Regions from separate parts of the Mus musculus genome. Here region 2 is linked to region 1. The links are chromatin contacts, called in public Hi-C maps. All regions are on one chromosome and are shown on one strand. The core of a region is the stretch at or near the end of the contact, and the rest is flanking DNA. Distances in the headings are between cores, read along the strand shown.

Region 1 (3,809 bases), core at 1,141-3,640:
TATTTACTGAAGTTATTTTCATTTTATCTTCATTTTGACTGAAAAAAATTGAAGCATTAATATTTAGTTTGCTTATTTTCCCTTTAAGATTCTTCAGTCTACAAAATCCTCTTCCAATTCCCCCAAAATCCAGTGTATATTAAATCCTTAAACTGTTTTTTTCCCCAATATTTTACTGTTATATTTAATTATTTGATCCATCTGGAGTTCTCCTTGACCAATATTTGGCATTACAGGTCTTGATTTATTTTTCATTACAAAATGCTAACCAGCCATTCAGCTGCCATTTAGTGAGTAATCCTCTGCTTCCGCGCTGCTTTGATAAAATAAATCTCACATATAATAAAGTCTGTTCCCAGGCTTCTTCTTCTGCTCCATTTAGCTTTGCTTTGTAGTTTGCAAGACACTTTAACATACATTATCTCATTTCATTCTTCCTACCCCACACTGATTGCCTGGCTCACCTCCTGCTGCTACAAACATCAAACATCTGACTTGTCCCATCCCTGCCTTATGGATGGAAAAAAACAAAAGCCTGAAAAAAGGTAAAGAAACAGGTTAGCAAGCCTTGCCAGCCTTTTTAATACTGGCAAGAAAATGGAAAGCTTCCGTGTTCATACGTGCAATGGCCTGGGATTCTGTATCTAGCACTAAAGAAAACTGGTTGCCTTCAGGGTCACCTGGGAGACTTTGTTATTGATTCTCAAAACTATGAACCATTTTGTGCACTCAGGCCCACATTCTAGAATATTCCTGAAACTTGTGCTCCCAACCAGAGGTGAAGCAGCAGCCTGGGCTTGGCCCAGGCTTCCCATCCTGTGTGTGTGCTTGGCACTGACTGAGAACTCTGCTTTCTGTCAGTATATTTGTGCTCTGACACATATTCTCGAGTGATTAGATTAAGGCTGGCAAAGCCAATATGAAAAACCCACACAGATTACCACTGTCACCCACAGTAATTACATTTATTCATTTCCATTTAGCCAAGTTTTTACAAGCCGAGCAAGGGGCCAAATAAGCAATAAACACAGAGGCAAGAAATTAAAAAGCTGATCTGTTTGCTGTGAAAACAATCAAACTATCATCTTTCTTTAGGCACCTCATTCATCATCAGAGAGGGCCACACTGGTGAGGTGGAGGTTGGGAGCCTAATGTTGTTACATGTAAATTCACTAACATGAAATTACTGCCCCTGATGCGATTTTACTAATAAATTAGTTCATTTCTACCTTCTCGCTAGAGACTTTAGGGACCGTGGAGAATTGTACATGTGTCTCCTAATCTTGCCTGCTTTATTTCAGCCTGGCTGGCTCTTAAATTTCTATCTCTTTTCACTCCCTCCCATCTAATTCTTTAGTTTCCTTGCTATGCCTTATTGGATAAACATGCCATACAGTTTGCTTTCTTCCCATGTAGCTTGAAAATAAGCAGCTTAAGGACAAATTCCCTTTCACAGGCAATGAGAACGACATCAGGAGGCATTATGAGGCCATGCCAGTTCTTGGAGCTCATTGGCAGCTATTATTAATTCATTGCTGGGTGTGGTGGTTTTTCTCATTTCTGTATAAATTTTCAATTTGAAAATGGAATGAAGCCAAACTTTGCCATGTCAAGTAGCTATTGAAGCAAGGAAATCAATCTGCAAGCAGCTCCCTTTACTTGCCAGCCCTCCACGGTGTCTTCAAAGTAGCAGAGACTACACAGTAGAAAACAGCCGATGGCTCACAGAAGACAGATATGTCCTTTCCCTGCACTGCTCCCTTTCTGGAACATTCTCAGTCCTTCTCTTGGTTACTGCTAATGGGCCATGCCTCCACATAGAGTAGTTCATTTGTTTTACTTTATTTTACTTCTTACTGTACTTATTTTATTTTATATTTCTACATACCGTTTCTCATTACTAAAATATAATATATTAAAGACATTGTGTTAGTGTGAAAAACAGCATTAATTTAGACTGTATTTGATTTTTTATCATGGTGAGATATTCATAAAATTTTCATTTTAGCCACTTGTACCTACTGCAGTGTTTATTATGTGATTCAACTCTCCACCCCTTCCCCAGAAAACATGGCTTGACATTGTTGAATGACCAGTAGAATTTATGAAGGCTGTTTGCTATGTACTGAGGTATGCTGAGATATAAATGAATAGCATATCAATCCAGAACAAAATATTTAATTGGAATCATATTATGGAATTAATGCATGTTGAAAAGAAATAATAATGACCTCTATATAAAAGTGGGTTGCTACAAGAAAAGGAGCTGTTGGCTCTGTTTCACTCATGTCTCTTATGAATCCACCATGAGCTCAATCAGCTACGTGGAGAACCATTAGAGAGAAGCTAGTTGCACCAGTGAACTTATACACATATTTTCCAGACTTCACAGAACCCCGAGAAACAAAGACATGCAATATATGCAATGCCTGCATGCTTTTGCAGGTTTGAGGATATTTTTCTTTGATGGCATATTTTCCCTTCCATTAGTGGGACTGGATTAAAGATCTAAGATGATAGCTATGTATGTGTCCTGTCTCAGATTGTATGAATTTTTTTCTGTACACTCCCCCTGTTGTCAGAGAGTGCAAGTGTAGCCCCTTGATGGTTTTGAAATGTTTCTCTAAGTACCAGTTGCTTTATTCCCCCTTCTGATTCAGGACTGTGTCTGTCAGTCATGAATATCCTTAAGTGGATTTAGAAACTTTTCACACATAAATAAAGGTGCAGTTTAGTGTCTGCTTAATAATATGGTGTTATCCTGCTCAACACTGTAATTTCCATGTTCTTATTGATCGTAATTTATAACATCATTAGCTTTCTAAACTGCCATTAACTAATGATGGACTCTGTGAGTTAACAGTGCTTTGAAATCAGTTACTGACAAGTTGACCCCAGAAGCATTTATCAAAAGGATAATGGATCCCTATTGGAGTGACAATAAATTAGGTTATGCTCTTATCGAATTAAACAATGGATGAAGGAAAATTAGCTATCAATAAACATCTATAAAGCCTTTCCGATTATTCCCAGTCAATTATATCAATTAGAGATCAAACAGGGAACCCCTGCAGTAAGTTAAATAGGACTAACCAGAGCCCAAAGAGGCCAAATTGTGTTACAAAATGCAACACCAGGGGCAGCTGCACAAGAGGTAATCATTCTGGCCATTGACAAAAGGGCTCCTTTATTAGACCACAGGGCTACCACCCTGAGGCATGCTTCTGGCTCAGGGACAAAGACTTTGTAATAAAGGCCAAAGAGAGGGAGGGTAAGATGATGTTGGGGGTGAGAAAGACCAGGAAGAAAAGAGACACAGCATATATTGGAATAAAAGAAAAGACTGCAAAATGTATTGGTGTGTGTAGTCTTCCTATTTTTCTATAAGAAAATTAAACCTCTTGGCTTATAAGGATGTTTTATTGGCTCTGTGGCAGGTGATAGTTTTGTAGGGACTATTACTCCTTCGAAGTAGCTATTCTATATGCACAAACATGTATATATTTTTTTAAAAAAGGTATATATATGGGTGTGTGTTTATACCACATATATATATATATATGTATATATATGTATGTATATATATATATATATACATATATATATATGCCCCTTATTACTTATTACTCAATACTTCTGTGCCTTCCTGGTTCTGCCCTAGTGATATATTTTGCAAGGAATGTTAAGCTTTTCACTCTATGCATTTGAATTTAATAGGCATTTGACTTGGGTCTCAAACAAATTCCCTTTTCTTTTCATTATTCTCCATTAAGAATTTACTTAGCTCTTACTGAGGGCTGAAGAGATGG
Region 2 (4,358 bases), core at 1,259-3,758, 460 kb before region 1:
GACGAACCTACAGAGCTCATGGCCCGATTAACCCATACATGAGCTCCCCCTGCCACATTGAGATGATCCTCACTGAGAAGGAACAGATCGTTCCAAAGCCAGAAGAGGAGGCTGCACAGAAGAAAAAGATATCCCAGAAGAAACTGAAGAAACAAACACTCATGGCCCGGGAATAAATTCAACATAAAATAAATGCAGATAAAGTTAAAGGTCTTCTGGTGGTCTTTAATGAGCCCTGTTGGGAGAGATGTGCTTTTACATGCAGAAGCATGTTATTAAACAGTGAAGTAGATGGCTCAGAACTATGTGACCATGTAAATATGACTGTCTAGCTTTATTGAATCAGCAAAGACTGTAGGTATAAAGTCTGTTTCGCCCATAAACTATTGGGTATATGATAAAAAATTATTTCCTGCTTTCTTGACTGCAATCTTTCCTAGTTAATTTATTTTCAGTCTCCTCAATTGTTTCAGTCATACTTATGAATGTTCACATATACACACATGTATGTATGTACACACATGTAAAATATATGTTCACATATACACACATAGTATATACTGACATACTCACATATGTGTACACGTATATAATTATGGGTTCTCAACAGCATAATGTCACTTACTAAGTTATCTTTCTGCTTCTAAAATATGTAGAGGAATGTCTTTTCTGATGAAGAACTCCAGCCCTCAATACATAATTTATATTCTATATAACTCAATTTTGATCCACAGTATATATGAAAGCACTTGAAGGACAATAAAGAGCTACTCAGTAAGAGATCAAAGTATTGTCACACTCACCAGGAGCAACTCAGTCTCTGGACATCTCTTATGGCCTTTATTATTCATAACCAGGAATCAAATCTGAAAAAAGCTGAGAAAATTTTCTTTTAATTTTCTCATTCCACCGACAGGCTGAGATATACTAGGAAAGTGTCAAGGCTGGAATAGTTTATTCAAAAGACTTTAGGGAACCAAATCTGAAATATTATAGTGTACACATGTGTACATACTTGTGTGGGGTGGGAGGGGCAGAGTGTTCCTGCCAGCTTTGTTCCTCAGTCACTCTCTGCATCATTTTCGGGAGATTCTCTAATCAAATCTGGATGTCACTGATAGGGCTAGACTGGCTGGCCAGTGCCTGCCTGCATTCTTCTGTCTCTGCCTTCTCAATGGTGGGATGATGGACCTACCCTATAATGCTGAGCCTTCCTTGTGGGTGCTGAGAACTGAGTTATCTCCCCATGTCCCTCCTTTCAATTATTCTTAAATTGTACTGAAATAAGTCACATTTGTATAAGCATAATAAATAAATTGAGATCTATCTACTTTTGCTTTATTTTGTTTTGGAGTGCAAAGCCCTTTGCCTGCTAACCTATTTTGCTGTCCCTCTTCAATATTATTTTACTCTAATTGGAAAAAGACACAAAATTTGCATTTATTACTCATCTCTATTCCTCTCCAACTCCCACTCTTTCATTTTTGCATTTTGAGGCAAAATCTGTAGGCAAAACTGGGTTCTCAATCCCCACTGCTGAAGAAGGCTTTGAACTTCTGATCCTTCTGCATCTCGTTCCTATTGCTGGGTTTATACGCCTGCATCCCAGAGAAGAGCTGGGGATGGAGCTCTGAGCTTCACACATGCCAGGCAAGTCCTCCATTGATTGAGCATATGCCTAACCCCTCAACTTTTTCTTTTCTAGTTATTAGGGATACTGTTAAACACAAAAGAGAATTAATCAGTTATTACTAATGAGTTAGGGTAGAAGGAGCCATATTGCCTTCATTTCATTAATTATACTTTTTTTGTCCTTTTATGTTAAGATGCTCAATAGCTATAGGCATTTTTGAATTAAAACTTATCATTTTCATTCCAAGTAATTATGAGGAGCAATAAAAACAAAGAAGAAAAGTTACCCTCTTTCAGCGCATTATGCATTCCAGGCGAAGACTTTTTGCAGTTGAGGAAACATTTATATTTCCTGAATGAGGTAATGAATCTCTTTCTCATCTGGTGGTCAAGCAGCTTGATGTTAAGTGGCTGAGAGATAATAATTAACTAAGAGGTAATTAGGGGAGATTAGACTATGCTTATGATGTAGAGCCTTTATATTTTAGATATCTCTGTGTCTTTCCCTCATACATACATATATGCATGCATAAAACTATGATAAATATGAGTTGGTGGATACAGTAATTTGTTTGATTATCCAATGAGTAAATCCATGCAATATAAATGACATTTTGTATGTTCTTATTCCTCACAGTACCATTTCTTTAAAATGCTTTGACTTGAAGCTTGCTTCCAGTTTCCATTGTTGCTTAGTAATACACTTCTTGTTCTTAATGTGATATTCTATTTCTTGGTCTACTGGTGTATACCAGGACAGTTAAATGCTTGGCAGGCTTTCAAGCCAGAAGGAACTGAGTTAGATCAGGGCTTCACCATCCACCATCTCTGTGACCTTGGTTAAACTAAGAGTCTTTATAAGCCTCAGGATTCTCCCTTCTGGGGGAGTACCAAATTATAGTGACTTCAGAAGTCACAGCAATAGCAAGCACTTGTGACCATTGTGAGGCTGTGTTACTATGCACTCCCCAGGTCATGAGGGATGTTTGGGGCTAAATGAGGAAATATTTTTAAAGCCATTAGTTTTTGACAGGGCATGGTCCAGAATAAGAACTCAATTAACTTTTGTTGTTTCTTTTGGACTTATAGAGATAACAGAGGAGATGGCTGAGAATTGGACCCAAGTTAAAATGTTATTTACAGATAGCAGCTGCTTCTATATATAAAGCAAACTGAATTACTGAAAGAATTAGTTGGATAATAAAGACCTTGGATTGCTTTTGCCCCTGTTATCTTCAGGATGTACACTGAAGTGTTTTTCTTTGCTCTGCAAGGGAAGAGGATGTAGAGACAGTAGAATTGTCATCTGGCTGCCTCCTTTCTCCTGTTGCTCAGACTCCACCAGTCCTATGGCTTCTCTGGTGCAACTGGGGTGGGATCTCATTCCCTCTAAAGTTGTTTTCAATTCACAGCTTTAAGGATCTTTCCAATCTATTATATTTAGAATTTGTATATTATCAAAATGATTACTGCTGGCTGCTGGAGATGAAGCTTCATTCCTTTTAAAAATACAATATTTATGAATTATTTGAGGATTTTCATTCATTCACATAGAGCATTTTAACTATATTCAGTAACCATTATTCCGCACAATTCCTTCCCAATCCAACTTCTACTCTAGCCCCTCTCCTTACTTCTTTCCCCTTTTCACAAATAACGCTGAGTCCAATTAGTGTCACCCACATGGTCTGGAGCCAGTGGAGCATGCCTGATTTAAAAAAAAAAAAAGAATGACTTTGTTTCCTCTAACAGCTCTCAATATTCAATAGCTGCTCAGCTGGGATGGTGACTCGTGTGTCCCTCCCCTTCCATGCTGGGCTCTTGACTGGCTTCTTTTGTACAGATCTTGTGCAAACAGCCACAGCTGCTGCGAGTTGGTGAGTGTGGTGCCGTTTCAATCCACTGTCCAGCCCCTTGTCAAATTTCCCCATCTTTGTTGATTTTAGAGCACACTGTCACGTGCTGAATCCAACATGCCTTTTTGTCCCAGATGAGTCAGTTAGCTCCTTGTAGTACCTGGAAGAGCAATACAAATGGAGGAATAATTTTGTCTCACAGTTTGTAGTGTTTGCCTGTTGTGCTAAGAATGGTAGGGTGGTAGAGCAGCTCACTAGGGGAACACGAGTCAGAGGAAGGAGAAGAGGCCGAGGCATAATATAGCCTTCAATGTATTCCCCTAGAGACCTAAAGCCTCCTATAAGGCCCTACATTCTATGTCTCATCAGCTCCCAGGAATGTGAGTCCATCAGGGGACGAGTCCATTGCTCAGACCAGAGTCCTCAGTATCTGATTGTCTAGGCAATGGACCCACATGCTTACCCGGCAGTCTGTTTTCCTATTCTTGGAAATTTAAGTTTACAGTCTAGACTGAGCTTCTCTCCAGGAAACTGTGTACATCCTTACTCCTTATTGATACTGATCTAACCTCAGATGTTATTGGTGCTTCAGGTCCATGTTACAAGTAAGTGGCCTGGAAATGCTGCAAACAGGACTTCCCCAATACACCACTCATCTTTCTGGTTATCAGGCTTATCGGTCACTTGGCAGACAGTTCAATGCCTGCAGAAGTTGTAGACACCAGCTTGGGTTGAAAAGAAATGGGTCTGATGAGCATGGGATTTTGCTCATATTGAAATATTCTGTATTTATTCTTCAGTTTGGAATAGGATGTCTTGGTCAATGTTAGATGTTTGGAAGCTGGTCAAATATGTTCCTAATTGGTAAAT

The links. Hi-C and Micro-C count contacts between places; a contact is called where the count stands out from the background.
Region 2: a contact with region 1 is called in a Hi-C map of the N1E-115 cell line, with 5 times the contacts expected there. The contact joins two enhancer-like sites. A contact is called at or near these places in 2 of 39 promoter capture datasets (the 3T3-L1 cell line and hippocampal neurons), 3 of 484 Hi-C or Micro-C datasets (the N1E-115 cell line and cortical neurons) and 1 of 115 datasets of contacts at active chromatin or transcription factors (astrocytes).

Annotation. Positions count from the first base shown.
Region 1 is chr1:19,980,777-19,984,585 of GRCm38.p6, reverse strand. No RefSeq gene overlaps it. Among named protein-coding and RNA genes, the nearest start is that of 4930486I03Rik, 370 kb to the left of the region's middle. Within about 2 kb of position 2,390, at least 5 of the 459 cell types and tissues checked have an H3K27ac peak or open chromatin away from gene starts, as enhancers often do. A contact at or near this core is called in the N1E-115 cell line, where this site is marked.
Region 2 is chr1:20,440,076-20,444,433 of GRCm38.p6, reverse strand. The region is part of intron 36 of Pkhd1 (polycystic kidney and hepatic disease 1); the gene reads left to right. It also overlaps the pseudogene Gm15795. Among named protein-coding and RNA genes, the nearest start is that of Gm24162, 2.7 kb to the left of the region's middle. Within about 2 kb of position 2,508, at least 1 of the 459 cell types and tissues checked has an H3K27ac peak or open chromatin away from gene starts, as enhancers often do. A contact at or near this core is called in the N1E-115 cell line, where this site is marked.